Linked DNA regions of Mus musculus: region 2 is linked to region 1. The links are chromatin contacts, called in public Hi-C maps. All regions are on one chromosome and are shown on one strand. The core of a region is the stretch at or near the end of the contact, and the rest is flanking DNA. Distances in the headings are between cores, read along the strand shown. Region 1 holds the start of Pla2g1b (phospholipase A2, group IB, pancreas). Region 2 overlaps Pxn (paxillin).

The links. Hi-C and Micro-C count contacts between places; a contact is called where the count stands out from the background.
Region 2: a Hi-C map of rod photoreceptor shows a contact between it and region 1, with 4 times the contacts expected there. The contact joins the enhancer-like site here to the promoter of Pla2g1b in region 1. A contact is called at or near these places in 1 of 15 datasets of contacts at CTCF or cohesin (embryonic stem cells), 8 of 484 Hi-C or Micro-C datasets (CD8 T cells, the HL-1 cell line, cortical neurons and 5 more), 3 of 115 datasets of contacts at active chromatin or transcription factors (embryonic limb bud and embryonic stem cells) and 3 of 9 other capture datasets (adipose tissue, liver and pancreatic islet).

Annotation. Positions count from the first base shown.
Region 1 is chr5:115,461,142-115,469,088 of GRCm38.p6, forward strand. It overlaps Pla2g1b (phospholipase A2, group IB, pancreas), which reads left to right and starts at 5,001. Exons shown (of 4, transcript NM_011107.2): 1 at 5,001-5,179. The coding sequence starts at 5,146.
Region 2 is chr5:115,529,953-115,537,899 of GRCm38.p6, forward strand. All of the region lies in intron 1 of Pxn (paxillin), which reads left to right. Among named protein-coding and RNA genes, the nearest start is that of Gm13840, 23 kb to the left of the region's middle. Within about 2 kb of position 5,134, at least 187 of the 459 cell types and tissues checked have an H3K27ac peak or open chromatin away from gene starts, as enhancers often do. A contact at or near this core is called in CD8 T cells, the HL-1 cell line, adipose tissue and 2 more, where this site is marked.

The DNA.
Region 1 (7,947 bases), core at 3,751-6,250:
AGCTACAACGTACTTATATATAATAATAAATAAATAAGCCTTGTAAAATAAATAAATATTTTTAAAAAGAATAATCAAATGAATAAATAAATGTGATAAGGTAAAAAGGCCTGGGGCTGGGGAGATGGCTCAGTGGTTAGGGTCACTTTTTACTCCTGCACAGGACCCATGCGGCACCTTTGAGCTGTCTTATTTTTCCAGTTCCAGGGGACCCCAACACCTAAAATATTTTGGTCTCAAATATTTAGGGTAAGGGACAGCGAAACATGTAATACGTAACATCATTGGGGAACTCACCTTGAAGGTAATGGACTGAACCTCTGAATCTGTAAGCCAGCCCCAATTAAATGTTGTTGTTTTTTAATAAGACTTGCCTTGGTCATGGTGTCTGTTCACAGCAGTAAAAACCTAACTAATATAGAAGTTGGTCCTCCAGGCACGGCAGAACTATTGTGAGTTCAGAGCAGCCAACACTCCCCGTACTCATGAGAACTTCCTATGATCAAGCCTGGGTGGTGAGCGTCACTGGACCCTTGTCTGCAATTCCAGCTTTGTGGTCCTTGCTCCCTGTCCCCAGAGGTGTGTCATCCTCTCTGCTTCGTGTGGTCTCCAGCAGTTCTGGGAGGGGACCAGATCTATGGACCCTTTGGAGATCATCACCCATGTACGCGGAGGTGGGAGGTTTTGATGATGTAGCTGTTTGGGCTGGGGGGCACCCAGGTTCCTGTAAGTAAGCCTTGTGAACTCACAGGCTCACCACGTTAGCCTCTGGCAGAGTCATTCCTGTAGGCTGTTGTTAGTATGTCATAGAAAGTAAGTAGATGTTAGTTCACAATGCCCCCAGGAAATCATGTGACATTTGTCATTGATTGTGCTTTTCTGTACCCACCAGGACAGATTTTTTTTCTACAGGTTTGGGGGAGGGGTGTGTGTGTGTGTGTGTGTGAGAGAGAGAGAGAGAGAGAGAGAGAGAGTGACAAGGTATCTTAGGTATGGAACCCAAGTCTAAAAGTAAAATTCATGTATCATCTATAAATACTCATATATGTAATCTGGAAGTAATAAGTAATTTTATTTATTTTTTTAAAAGATTTATTTATGCTGGGCGTGGTGGCGCACGCCTTTAATCCCAGCACTCCGGAGGCAGAGGCAGAGGCAGGCGGATTTCTGAGTTCGAGGCCAGCCTGGTCTACAAAGTGAGCTCCAGGACAGCCAGGGCTATACAGAGAAACCCTGTCTCAAAAAAAAAAACCAAAAAAAAAAAAGATTTATTTATTTATTTTATGTATAGGAGTACACTGTAGTTGTCTCCAGAAGAGGGTGTCAGATCCCATTGTAGATGGTTGTGAGCCACCATGTGGTTGCTGGAGATTGAACTCAGGACCTCTGAAAGAGCAGTCACTGCTCTTAACCACTGAGATTTCTCTGTGTAGCCTGGCTGTTCTGGAAATAGGTTCTCTAGACCAGGATGGCTTCAAACTCAGAAATCTGCCTGCCTCTGCCTCCCATGTGCTGGGTTTAAAGCCATGCACCCCCCCCTCACTCCCCACGCTGGGTTTTGAATTTTAATTTTTTAATGTGTGTTCTGTATGCACGTATGTATGTGTACCATGTACCTGCCTGGTTCCCTTGGAGGCCAGAAGAGGATATCAGATTTTCTGGAACTGGAATTATAACAGTTGTGGGTGCTATGTGGGTGCTGGGAATTGAACCTGGGTCCTCTGGAAGAACAGCCAGTGTTCTCAACCCCTGAGCCATCACTCCGGCCTGTAGGTTTGAATAAGAATATTCAGCATGCATGCAAAAGTTCCAGATGAAAAAAACCCACGGGGACACACAGTGGATTAGTTGTTGCTAGGAATTGGGAAGAAATCATTACCAGTGGGAGCAAGGTTTCTTCCTGGGATGATGGAAGTGGAAATTTGAAGGTTCTTTGGAAAGTCGGTTGGATGGTGTTTTACTAGGGCAGACATGAAGGAGTGGTTTGTTAAAGTGGACACAGGTGTGAAAGGCTAAGGCGGACTTGTGAAGGAACGTTTTGCTGAAGCAGACACCAGAGAGAGGGCTGCTGTGCTAATGCAAGCATGTAAGAGGACACATGATAAGGATTCCTCACTAACAAGATGTACGTCTCGGTCCCCCTTACACTGCATAGCTGAGCTGCATTTGTCCAGCCTCCATAGAGAGAAACGCACCAAGAAACACTGGTGGTGTGCTGTGGCTTGCTGCTTTCCCAGACTCAGGGTGATTGGCAGAGTGATGTCAGCTAAGACAAGACCTTGGAAGACACATGATGCTGGGAGCGAGTATGAAAGGGACTCTATGGGGCTGGTGAGATGGCTCAGTGGGTAAGAGCACCCACCCAACTGCTCTTCCGAAGGTCCGAAGTTCAAATCCCAGCAACCACGTGGTGGCTCACAACCACCCATAATGAGATCTGATGCCCTCTTCTGGTGCAAGCTACAGTGTACTTACAAGTAATAAATAAATAAATAAATAAATAAATAAATAAGTCTTAAAAAAAAAAAAAAAAAAAAAAAAAGAGCCGGGCGTGGTGGCGCATGCCTTTGATCCCAGCACTTGGGAGGAAGAGGCAGGTGAATTTCTGAGTTCGAGACCAGCCTGGTCTACAAAGTGAGTTCCAGGACAACCAGGGCTACACAGAGAAACCCTGTCTCGAAGAAAAAAAAAGGGGGGGGGGACTCTATGGGGTAGGGGTAGGGGTCCTGATGAGATGGCTCAGTGACTGCTCTTCCAGGTCTTGAGTTCAATTCCCAGCAACCACATGATGGGTCACAACCATCTGTAATGGGATCTGACGCCCTCTTCAGGCAAGTGGATGCATATGCAGCAGAGCACTAATACATGCAATAGAATTAAATAATTTTTTTTAAAAAGGACTCTGAGGGCAGTGATGGAAGCTGAGCTAGACTTACTAAGCTAGAAATTTAAAGAATTTGTTCACCCACAAAATTCGTTCACCCCTTTAATCCCAGCACTTGGGAGGCAGAAGCAGGCAGATTTCTGAATTAGAGGCCAGCCTGGTCTCCTGGTCTACAGAGTGAGTTCCAGGACAGTCAGGGCTATACAGAGAAACCCTGTCTCAAAAAAAAAAAAAAAAAAAAAAAAAAAAAAAAAGTTCCCAAGTTCTAGTCTGTAGGCGTTTACAGACTATACATTAACTGCTAAGTCCTTGACTGTTCCAAGAGTCATTCTGGTCTGATTCCACATCTCCAAAATTTTCTCACAAACCTGCACTGGGAAGCAAAAATATGATGTTTTCAGAGTGGGAAGAAACTAAGATGCGTGGCTTGGAGTTTGACAGACATAAGCATGAACCAACCTTGCCTTGCTTACTCACAGTCTGTGACCTTAGGCAAATTATTTCACCTCTCTGAACGCCTTTCCTCATCTGTAGAGGGCATGGTAGATAGAACCATTCAATGACACCGCCCCCACGCAAACCCAAGCATTCCAGACACAAAGGCAGGAGTCATCTCCACCCTGCCTTCCTCCCCGACTTCTTACGGTGTCTAACAGGATAGTTGCCCCAGGTCCCTTGAAGCTAGGCTAAGGAGCCGTGCGAGGAGGCAGGAGTATCAGAAGCTCAGGGTCAGGCTTCAGGTTAAGATCATACCGCTGTGGCAGAGCACCAAGTTCCATTCCCAGCATTCACGTCGGTGGCTCAGAACCCCTGTAACTGACTCCCTCTTCTGGTCTGTGTGGCGTCTGCACTCTCACATGCACACACAAGGGAGCTAGTGAGATAGATCGCGCTTAAGAGCGCTGGCTGTGCTGAGGTTTTCATCTTTGCCCGTCTATTGTAATGCAAAGTGCGAGCCCCCAATACCTCTGACCCTGCCCCAACTTATTTCTGATTGGTAAATAAAGATGCAGACAGCCAATAGCTGGGCAGAAGAGACATACGTGGGGTTTAGGTGTTTAGGTTTCCCACTCTTGGGGTCAGAGAAGAAGGAGAGGAGAAGAGGAAGGAGAGGCCATCTTTGGTTAGGAAAAAGGGAAAACGTCACCACGTGGGCTGACCAATTGGAGATAAGAGCAGTCCAGATGAAATATAGTAAGTAATAACTCGGGGTTATCGATAGGAAGGTAGATTCTAATAGCCCAGAGGGTAGGCAGCTGCCCAGCAACTATGCTGCTTGAAGCTTATTGTTGTGTGTGTTCCGGAGTCTAAATGGTCTAAGGTGGGGTAGAAACCTTGGGCCTGGGGCTGGCGAGATGGCTCAGCGGGTAAGAGCACCAACTGCACTCCCGAACGAACTGAGTTCGAATCCCAGCAACCACATGGTGGCTCACAACCACCCATAATAAGATCTGATGTTGGTGTCTGAAGACAGCAACAGTGGACTTATTATAATATAATAAATAAATCTTTGGGCCAGAGCAAGCGAGGCCGACCAGAGCGAGCAGAGGTCCTAAAATTCAATTCCCAACAACCACATGAAGGCTCACAACCATCTGTACAGCTACAGTGTACTCATATACATAAAAATAAGTAAATAAATATCTAAAAGAAAGAAAGAAACCTCGGGCTGAGATTTAAAGTAATTTCTACAACAGGCAGTCTGTTCTTTCAGAGGTCTGAGTTCAATTCCCAGCAACTACAAGGTGGCTCATGACTGTCTGTAAAAGGGATCTGATGCCCTCTTCTGGACTACAGGTGTACCTGCGGACAGAGCACTCATACGTAAATGAGTGCATTTTTAAAAATATATTTTTTTTTAAATCTAAAAAAAAAAAAATTTAAGGCTATCCTCAGCTACACAGCAAGATTGAGGCCAGCCTGGGCTAGAAACCTTGTCTCAAAAAAAAAATTAATAAAGTAAAGAGGAGTTCAAAGATGTCCCATGAGTTCCAGGGCAACCTGAGACTTGTCATAATGGGGTTAGGGGGAGTAGTAAAGGATTCCAAGATCTGGAAACCATCCCCTTGGGGAGGAAGTGCCAGGCGCAAATCTGTGGCATTATTTTCTCTTACAGGCAAATCCCTCTGTGTTGTTCCCCCGATAGACCAAGGCCAGCCCAGAGTGGCTAAGAGCAAAGCAAACAGCCTTATCTTGGGAGCGTGGGGCCCCATGTATAAAAGAGGGAAGTCACTGGAGTTCTCCCCTCACTCCTTCTGAAGATGAAACTCCTTCTGCTGGCTGCTCTGCTCACAGGTAGGCCCCTCTGTCGCCTCTCTCTGAGCACCTTACGGTCTCCCTCTTCTCCAATGCCTCCCTCCCACTGGTCACGCTGGAATTGTTTGGCATTCTCCTTAGGGTCTAATAGCCTCTGGGTTGGGGTCTCCTCTTCACCCCAGTGTTCAGGACAGCTGGTGCTTTTCGACCTCTGGGTCTGAACTCAGATGACCCCTTAGAAAATGCTCCCTCATTTGCCTACCCAAGCAAAGGAAGCCCCCTTCTGCCTCTGATGTCTTCTTGCCCTGGCACCACTTTCCTTGGCCTTGCCAGTGCCCTAACAACTTTTCCTTTTCTTTTTCTTTAAAAAAAAATTTTTTTCCCCAAGTAGTACTAATGTCTTTAATCCCAGCTCTCAGAAGGCAGAGGCCAGCAGATCTCTGTAAGTTCGAGGCCAGTCTTGTCTACAAAGCAAGTTTCAGGACAGTCAGAGCTACACAGAGAAACCCTCTCTCTCTATATATAGATATAGATAGGGTTTCTTTGTATAGTCCTGGCTGTCCTGATATATATATATATATATATCATTATGTGTCTGAGCGTTTTGCCTGCACATATGGTATATATTGTGTGAGCAGTGCCTGCAGAGACCAGAAGAAGGGTCAGATCCTGTAGCACTGGAGTTGTAAATAACTATGAGCTGCCTGCCATATGGGTGCTAGAACCAGACCTGAATCCCATGGAAGGAACGAAAGTGTTCATGACTTCTGAGCCATCTCTCCAACCGACCCCCTTATCATCATCACCATCAATAGTAATCATTATTATTTTATTGATATGACCTTGCTATATGGCTCAAGATGTCTCCTCTCCACAGTATAGCCCAGCCTTGGGACCCTCCTCTCTCAGCCTCTGAAGTGTTAGGATTCCATCTGTGCCTGGCTTGAGTCTGCAATTTTTGTTTTATTTTGTTTTGGTTTTCGAGATAGGGTTTCTTTGTATAGTCCTGGCTGTCCTGGAACTCACTTTGTAGACCAGGCTGGCCTCGAACTCAGAAATCCGCCTGCCTCTGCCTCCCAAGTGCTGGGACTAAAGGTGTGCACCGCCACCACGCCCAGCTGATTCATTTACATATTCAGGCACCATCTGCATACAGGCATTACATCCCCAGCTCCGTGAACAGAAACAGATTTGGGCCCTGTGCACGGAGTCACCTGTAGTTGGCACGTAAGTCGTTTCTATTCACCCAGCAATGATTGAGACCTGCAATCAGGCTGTAGACTGAGCCTCAGAGATAAAAGCGTCGTGTGCCTGTTCCAAAAGCACATGTGTTTGCGCACACGCGCACACTCTGTGCGTTAGTTATGACTGTGTCTAGCTTCTGTAAAGCATATGTCTAGCTGTGTCACCTAGGGATACAGCCCCTACTTACTGCCACCACAGGGGTCACCCACATCGTGGGAAAAGCCAGCTGCTCCCTTTCTTTGTCCCTGGGGTCTCCCCACAAATGGTTAGCCAGAATGAGCCCAAAAATAGAGTAAGCAGGGCAGGGTCTTACGCGCCCTTGATCTCCACGCTCAGGAGGCTGAGGCAGGAGGATTTCTAGTTTGATGTCAGCCTTGTTTACATAGGAAGACCCCATTGTGGTGCTCACACTCATCATTCTAGCTCTCCAGAGGCTGAGGCAGAAGGATTGTCATGAATTCAAGGCCAGCCTATTTTTACAATGTTAGCTCCTGTCTCAGAAAGAATGAATAAAGGAGGCCAAGCAAGGTGCTGCTGCGTGCCTTCAATCCCAGCACTAGGGAAACAGAGGCAGGAAACTGTGAATTCAAAACCAGCCTGGTCTACAGAGTGAGTTCATGCCAGCCAGGACAGTATAGTGAGTGAGACCTTGTCTCAAAAAGATAAAAAAGAGAATGGAAGAAAGATGAAAAGATGGAACTGGACAACGTGTGAGACGATAAGGCAGCATGGTGACTGAGGAGATGGGACCCCGAAAGTCCCTTGTTCTCTGTGCTCTTTATGCAGCAGGACTCTGTGCAAGCGGCTGACGGCCTCTGCTCCACGAGCTGCTCTGCAAAGCCTGTGCTTTGGGCAAGCGCAGTCATGGCACAGGTTTGCTCATTCATTCAACAGAATTTTGTGGAGTGTCTACTAGGTACCAGGCACATACTTCACTCACTGACTTTATTCATGGCTTATCTAGAGTCACATGCACACACACACAAACACAAATACACTCACTGCATAGACACAAACACAGATATACCACACACACAAAACACACACCACACACAAATATGCACAAACAACACACAACACAATACACACACATATACACACAAAGAGACACACACACCACACACGCAAGCAGATATACACCACACATATACAGACATACACAAACACACACAAACAACACATAACACAATACACACACATACACCACACACACAGGCACACACATACCATACACAAATACATATCACACACACATACACCACAACGTGTGTTAAGCACAGTGATAGGCTTTAAGGAGAATGAAAGCCAGGAGACCTGCTCTTGAGAACCTCCTGTCCTACCGACTGAGTGGGAACACATTAGCTAGGATGCCTTAGCACCCACAGAAAAATCCAGGCACAGCAGCGACACCCCTACAATTCCATGACTTCAGAGATGGAGACAGGTGGAAGCTCTCCGGGGCTTGCTGCTTAGCCACCATAGCCAAGCCCCCAGCTCTCAGCCACCATAGCCAAGTGGCAAGCCCCGGGCTCACTGAGAGACTCGGTGTCAAGAATAAGAGA
Region 2 (7,947 bases), core at 3,884-6,383, 69 kb after region 1:
TGTTGGTGTCCTGGGCTGGCCAGCTGGGAGGGCAGGCTGGCTGAGCCAACCCAAGCAGGAGCCTTGGATCTCCCTCTGCCTCTGAAGCCAGTGGGCAGACTCCACCAGTCAGGGTCCGCGAGGGCTGGCGTGTGCTTGGCTTGAGGCTCCAGCTCAGGGTCAGTGGGCTTCTTGCAGGCTGGTCATATGACCTTGCTTGTGTTCTGCTTCCTCCTCCTGCATCCTACTTCCCTTGCATACGAGCCCTGTCAGCCAGGCTGAGCCCACAGGTCCCCTGTCAGCCAGGCAGAGCCCACAGGTCCCCTGTCAGCCAGGCTGAGCCCACAGGTCCCCAACACATTTTGTTCCAGGAAAGCCTGTTTTCCGTTTTTTCCTGTGTGGTTTCCCAGTCTGACTTTGCAGCCACCTTGTGCTTCCTCCCTGTCCAGGAAGAGGCAGATTTCCCACTGTGAGAGTTGGAGAAGATCTTCCCTCTAGTGGGACAGGGACAGGCTGGAGCTGTCTGTCCCTCCTTTGTGGGAGGCACTGTCACCCCACCAGGGCCTCCTGGTGAATTTGCAAGTCACCTGTGAGTAAGAGAGGCACGCTTGTGGGCAGGAGGCCGGGAAGGGTCCGAGAGCCTCTGTGCGTGGGATGGCTCTTTTTCAGGAGGTGCCAACTGTCTGTGGTGACACCAGCTGTCAAGGGGCCCCGGCATTTCCTGGAGCTCTGAGCTTAGCAGATGGCTTCCTAAAACTGAGAGTCTGAGGAGCCCGGGGGTCGGATGGTGTCAGTTCCTCTAGGGAAGCAAGTGTGTCCTTGAGGGTTGATGATGGAATGCTGTGGGCCGCTGGCCTGCTGCCTCTTCTGCCTCCACCTGGCTGTCCAAGATGGCTGTTTCAAGTTCTGACGCCGAGGGTGTGTGTGGGGTCCTGAAGTCTCTTGAGTTCTCTTACATTCAGCACTGCGGCACGTATGGAGGAGACTTTATGGTGCCATCTTGAACCCACTTGAGGTTTTTTTTTCCCCCACAGTAAAAGCACATTGTCACGTATGTCAGTACTTGATGACTGCTGGCCACCCGTGGGTAACACTGCACCTCTTGATTGATTGTGCATCAGGCCAGAGACGAGGCCAAGGTTAGCTCTTGGCTGAGTTCTCTCTTACCTGGGCATGCTTGTGCCCTTGTGGGGACAGCATTTATAGAGGGCAAACCTGGAACTACCTGGTGTGTGTGTGTGTGTGTGTGTGTGTGTGTGTGCGCGCGCGCGCGCGCGCGTGCGCGCATGCACGAGTGTGCTAGAGTGTGCATGTGTTCAAGCCAGCTGTCTGTCTCCTCCTTATTTGACTGGTGTGGTGTGTATAGGAGACCTCCATCTGCCTGTGGGCTGATCTGGGAGGCTGCAGGTCTGTGCCTGGGGGAACCTTGCTTTGCTTGGCAGTGCTCAGACAGGAGGGAGCAGCTGCAATCTCATTAGGGGCCAGGAGGAAAATGCTTGTACAAGTTGACCTGGTGTCCCACAGATGAGGCTAGGTGTGCGGAAGGGTTATTTCTCCCTTCCTGAGCAGCTGCCTCGATGGTTGTAGCCCTGTCTGCGGTCCCTCGGGCACTGCACTCTCCTCCTTCTTTCCTGGCCTAACTTCTTAGGGTCTTTGGAGCTTAGGCGGCTCCTGGTCAAAGTTGGAGGGGCTCTCAGGCCCGGCTGCAGTGGGGAGGAGTAGGGAGCATTGAAGCCCCTGGCTCCTCGCCCCCGCCCGCCTCTGCTGGGGAGTGAGCTGGAGGCTGCTGGGCTCAGCTGACATTCTCCAAGGAGGACTTGGAACGAACCCCAGGCATAAACGGGTGAGGTCAGTGGTGTGCTCAGCAAGAAGGCCCCAGTTAGTGACGACCTGCCACAGCTCCCAGGCTCCCTGGCTGACGTCCCTGGCTCCAGCTCCTTCCCTGTGCTGTTCCAGGGGACATGACCATCAGGGATGCAGATTTATGTACCGTGTGCCTCAGTGCTAGAGTGGGAGGCCCACATCATTTTACCGCCAGCCACCATGCTGACTTTCCCCACACTTCCCAGCTGTTACTCACAGTGAGCTCTGTGAGGGACGGAGTTGGTGAGCGGAAGCTCCTAACTGTCTAGTAAATTTTCCCCAGGCTATGAGCAGTGGATCCAGAGTCCTGCGTTTCTACTGGGTAGGCTGTTATCTCTGCTGGGGCACAGTGCCCGGGGCGGGGTTACCAGAGGGTGTATGGAGAGTCACGTGACACCAGAGCAGCCCAATCTGCGACACCTACGACACATACAGCGTGGCTTTATGTGTGGACAGTGGGGGCCTTGTGGTGCTGCGTGATACTGTGCACTGAAGGCCCCAAGTGTGTGCAAAGGACTCTCCGCAGCCTCTCTCTGTCTGTCTGTGTCTGTCTGTCTGACTGCAGTCTCATTGCCTCCAGAACCCAGCCTTGCTAGTTTGATTCCAAGCAGTGATTTTGACTTCTAGCTTCTGTGTTAACTTGGTCCCCAGGGGGCTTCTGGGTTTTCCTTAAGGTTTCCTGGGCTCCTGTCTTCCTTTGTCTCCTGCAGGTATGAACATCCAGGTAACAGGAAGACGAAGGAGGGAGAGGTTTGGACCGCATTTGCTATTGTTTGTAGAGAGAGACACCAAGGCTGGAAAAAGGGTGAGGTGGGGGTGGGCGGGTCCCAGTCCTGCTAAAGAGGAAAGTTGTGGTCAAGGCCAAAGCAGGGAGTGAGGGCCCTTTGGCTTTACTTTCTAAGAGGCTCAAAGATGGAGTGTCAACGCCAGGGGTTCTGTCCCCTGGAGTTGGGCAAAGACAGCATTGGTGGGAGTGTTTGTCCTCTATATCTGTGGCCTTATACTTGAGAAATATTTGGAGCCAGAAAACACAGCTCAGTGCTGTCTGTCTTGTGTTGCATGAGGTCCTAAGTCCTGCACTGGGGGAAAAGAAGAAAAGAAATATTTTTAAAATCACATCTACTTGCAGAGAACCTGAATTTGGTTCTCAGGATCCTCCCTTGACAGCTTCCAACCACCCTCAACTGCATCTGAAGCCCGAGATGGGCTCTGCAGGCACGCACGCATGCACGCACACATGCTGTGACCAAGCCTGGATACCTAACTTACCTGTCACCCACATGGTGAGAAGAGAGAAGCGACTCCATAGTTGTCTTCTGACTTGTATGTGTGCGTGTGCGCATGCACATATACACAGATATAAAAGGGAGTAAATGATTTTAAAAAGATGTATTTTATATGTGTGACTCTTTTGCATACACATATGTATGTGCACTATATGCGTGCATGGTGCCAGAGGAAGCCAGAAGAGGGACTCAGGTCCCTTGGGATTGATGCTCACATGGGTGCTGGGAACTGAACCCGGGTCCTCTGCAAAAGCAGGGCACACTCTTAACTACTGAGCCATGTCTACAACCCTTAAAAAAAATGTAAAACAAAACAGTATATAAGTCTACTGGGCGTGGTGGTTCATGCTTGTAATCCCAGCGATTGAGGACGCTGAGTCCGTACTGAAAGTTGACGGCAGCCTGAGGAATACAGTGAACTGTCTCAAGATGGAAGCCAAATCAAATCATCACATACACGGGAGGTGCGCATGGGCCATATGCGCACCACACCATTCCGAGCGCGGAGGACTTGCAAGCCAGGACTATATTGTGTCTCCGGTCTGTCTCCATCACACATTAACTCCAGCCCTTCAGTGAGAGGCCAGAAAGGGTGGAAGGAAGTTCCTATACCGAGAGCCCGAGTCTGGGGAGGGGTGAGGGGGAAGTGTGGACCCACACAAAAGAGGTAGGCACCCAAAGTGAAGCATGGAGCCCAGCCGAGCCAAGGCTCAGAGCCAACCTGATCTGTGTAAGGAGCCATAGCTTCAAAATAAAAAGTGTGTGTGTGTGTGTGTGTGTGCATGTGAGTGTGTGTGTAGTTCAGGAAGTTCAAACCATTTTGTCTACTGGAAGTAGGCTTAGCAGAACCCAGGGAGGTGACGGAGACTGAGAAGGGACCGAGCCTGGTTTCTGATGCTAGACCGTATTGTTGGCTGCAGATGATAAAAAAGAAAGTGTGACTGTGACAGGGAGAGGCCCAGCGGGGACAGTTATACGTGGGAACCAGAGGAGGGGGGTAGCCAGGTGAACAGAAGCAGGCGGCTTGGCCAGTGGGGAAGCCTTTTGGGCTGCGTTCGCCAGTCAGCATCTGACGAGTAAAGAAAGAGCAGAGAAACTGGTGTCTCTGCGTCCATAAACGCGGTGGACAGATCACAGCTCATCCCAGAAACAGGCAAACTTTTGAACTTTTTGTTCAGGTCTCTGTGGGGCCAGAGATGACTCAGAGTGGAGCCCCTCCTAACCTCTGTTGGTGATTAGCAGGGGGAGCCGCCCGCCCGCCTGTAGACTCATGTGCTTGGAAGAGCCCAGATTGCAGGAAGGGCCTGGAGCCGAGCTGGAACAGACCAGGGACATTTCCAGAACAGGAATCCCCTGGGCGCCAGTCTGCAGCGCACACCTTTGATCCGGGAGGCAGAGGCTGGCGGATCTGAGTTGAGGTCAGACAGCCTGGTCTGCAGAGTGAGAGCAAGCACCAGGGCTACACAGAGAAACCATGGCGGTGTGGGGTGGGGAGATGGAGCCTATGGGTTAGTTGAAGAGGTCGCTAAGATCTGACCCAAGAAGTGTGTCCCCGGCGGCGTGCCGGGGCGGTGGGGGAGGGGCTCTCAGGATGAGTTCTTAATGCTGCTGCTCCCTCACCTGGGGGTGTGGCTGGATCTGGCTCCGGGCACATACAGACCCGGGGTTGGAGACCAAGACAGCTGCAGTCTGGGGTGTGTGGTGTGGTGTGTGTGTGTGTGTATACCTACCTGCTTCATAGGGGCCCTGGTAAAGTTGGATCTCAGAGTGACCTCACAGAAGCCCTGCAGCCTATATTTTCTTATGTCTCCTCTCACCTGTGCCTCGTGCCCTTGGCTGCCTGCACACTCTAGGTTTCGGGGTTGCATGAGCCTCTGGCAGGCAGGGCTCAGCCAAGAACCGGAAATCAGCCTCTGGCACACGGGAGCTGGGAAGAGACAGCTGTACCCGGTGACGGCCCCTGTCTGCTGATGGCTGGAAACCTCTAGACCTTTCCCCCTGGTTTCCTGTTTGTCACCTAGCCCACACTTCCTTCAGGGCAGCTCCTGGTTGAGCAAGGCTTGAGTCAGCTAGGGAAGCTGGGCGGGTGAGTCTTCACAGCCTGCAGGCATGGCTGTTAAATAGTCAGATGGCACCACCAAGGCTCTCCTGCCCCTTGGGGAGAATAGCTCCCGTCCCGGGTTCAGATCATAGCAGTGCCTTGGAGTGAGGCAAAGTCTTGAAGAGCTCAGTTGCTATATAAATCTCATCTAATCCTGTTTCCTCCTTGGAGCCTGCTCAGCAATGGGGGCAGCTCAAGACCTAGTCCATGTTCCTTGCTAGGACCCTGGCCAGGCAGCCCAGTTCCTCCTGTACGCTGATTGCCCCCGTCCTTTCCTGTCTTTCTCTCTCAGCAGGACAGAGTAAGGTATCCATCTCTAAGAGATTAATTCTCCAAGAGGGGACAGTTGTTGAGGGTACAGAGCCCAGTTTGTGAGGGAAACTCCCTCTAGAAGGTTGAATTCCTACAGAGTGTTGAGGCCTTAGGTCCCTAGGCATGGTAGGGGCAGAGATCTGGCTTAACTGTATTGGCTGGCCACAGCCACCTTCCCCGAGGATAGACAGTTACCAGGATAAATATACCCGGCTTTCCATTCCTGGGGAGTTACTCACTGAGTCGAAGCACCCCACTGTGGGTTAGGTTACCTCTGCTCTAACTGCTCTCGGGCTCTGGCGGCTTGAGGGGACAGGGACTGGGCAGAAGCCATGGGAGGGGGAGGGGCGGGTCTGCCTCTTGTTCCTTCCTCTTTCCAAATGGAGAAGTCTCACCCAAGGGGTGGGAGGTGAACCATCCCCAGCTCCTCCAGCTGTTTACATAGCTCCTCCCTTGGTCAGGCTGAGCCCACCCAGTGTGTACATCCCTCTGTCTGAGCAGCTGTAAGGGCCCTTAGGCTACTACCTGGGCTACCCGGGTGACCAGCGGGGGACTGAAACCCCTTTTTGGGCACAAAAGGGTAGACAAGCTGTTTAAGCATCCCCTGGATCCGGACGGCAGGTACTTATGAGCTTATCAGCTCTCTGCTTCACCATGGAGCTGTGGACAGTGGGCCCTGGTGTGGTAAGGGCCCAGGCAGGGCAGCCCATAGCTGGGAAAGGATGAGAAAGGTGGCTCAGAGCTTGCAGTAGTTCTAGCCGTGGGTTCAGAAATAGCGATCTGATGGTGAGGTCAGGTTTCTTCAGAGGAACAGAACGTATCCAGTGGATATATGAACACTCACATATTCAATATATATGATATATAAGTATACTTATATATTTATACTTATTAGAGTGACTAACAGATGTAGACCTGCTAGTCCACCAATGGCTCTCCACCATCAAAAGGTCTAAGAATCCAGAAGTTGCTTAGTCCACAAGGTTGGCCCTCTCAGCTGGTCTTAGGTATACACCAGTGTGGCGGTCCCTGCCAACCCTAGGCAGGCAGAGAAACTGTCCTAACTGTTCTATAGCTTAAGGGCCCAGGGGAGAATCTGGTGTGGTCTAGGTCATGGGAGAGGCCACCAAATTACAAAGTACACGCACGTGACATCTCTCCTAGGGATGGGCTTGATTGACTGAGAAACCGTGTTCAAGATAAAGGTCTAGGGAGGAAGAGTCTGGGATAGGCATAATGGTCTAGGGGCCTGGGGTATGTGCTGGCCCCACAGATCACCAGGATATTAACCACACCCACTCTCAGCCTTCTGGGTGGAAGACAGGTACACATCCCTTCCCTTAAAGAGACAAACCTGTGTGCTTGTCATCCCTGGTTTCCCTGATTCTTATCTGTGAGCACAAGGGCCTTGTGTCCTCTACACACCAGAATCCCCAAGAAGTAGGCTCTAAGGAATGGACTTGCCAGAGGGAGAGGGAGAGGGAGAGGGAGAGAGAGAGAGAGAGAGAGAGAGAGAGAGAGAGAGAGAGAGAGAGAGAGAGAAAGAGAAAACGAACTTCCTTCTTCCATGTCCTTTATGTCCTTTATGTAGGCTGTGAGCAGATGGTTCAGTCCGGGTTCAGGGTGGATCTTCCCAACCCAGATCAGAATGAGGGACTGGAGAGATGGCTCAGTGGCTAAGAGCACTTCCAGAGCCCACTAGTTCAAAATTTTAAAAACAAACAAACAAAAGTCCAGATTAAAACTGGGTTTCAGGCTGGAGAGATGGCTCAGTGGTTAAGAGCACCGACTGCTCTTCCGAAGGTCCAGAGTTCAAATCCCAGCAACCACATGGTGGCTCACAACCATCCGTAATGAGATCTGATACCCTCTTTTGGTGTGTCTGAAGACAGCTACAGTGTACTTAGATATAATAATTAATAAATCTTTAAAAAAAACAACTGGGTTTCACTGGGCATGGTGGTACACGCCTTTAATCCCAGCACTTGGGAGGCAGAGGCAGGTGGATTTCTGAGTTCAAGCCCAGCCTGGTCTATAAAATGAGTTCTAGGACAGCCAGGGCTACACAGAGAAACCTTGTCTCGAAAAACCAAAAAAAAACCAAAAAACCAAACCAAAACCAAAGCACTGGGTTTCCCACTTCAACCACGTAGTTGAGGGAAAATTCCTCACAGGTGTTCCCCTGCCTGGGTTTTAGTTAATTCCAGTCAAGGACAACCAAGAACAACCGGGTCTCCCTCCAAGGCCTTGTTTTGGGTAGAATGATGCCCTGTCTGCCATCCCAGCACTGGGTATGACATTTCTTTGTCCTTAGAGTTGTGGGTCCTCTAGTACAGAGCTCCTGCCTGTTCAGCACCTCCCACATGCTAACTGTGCCGTGATTTGATCCCGGTGCCCAGTAGGCAC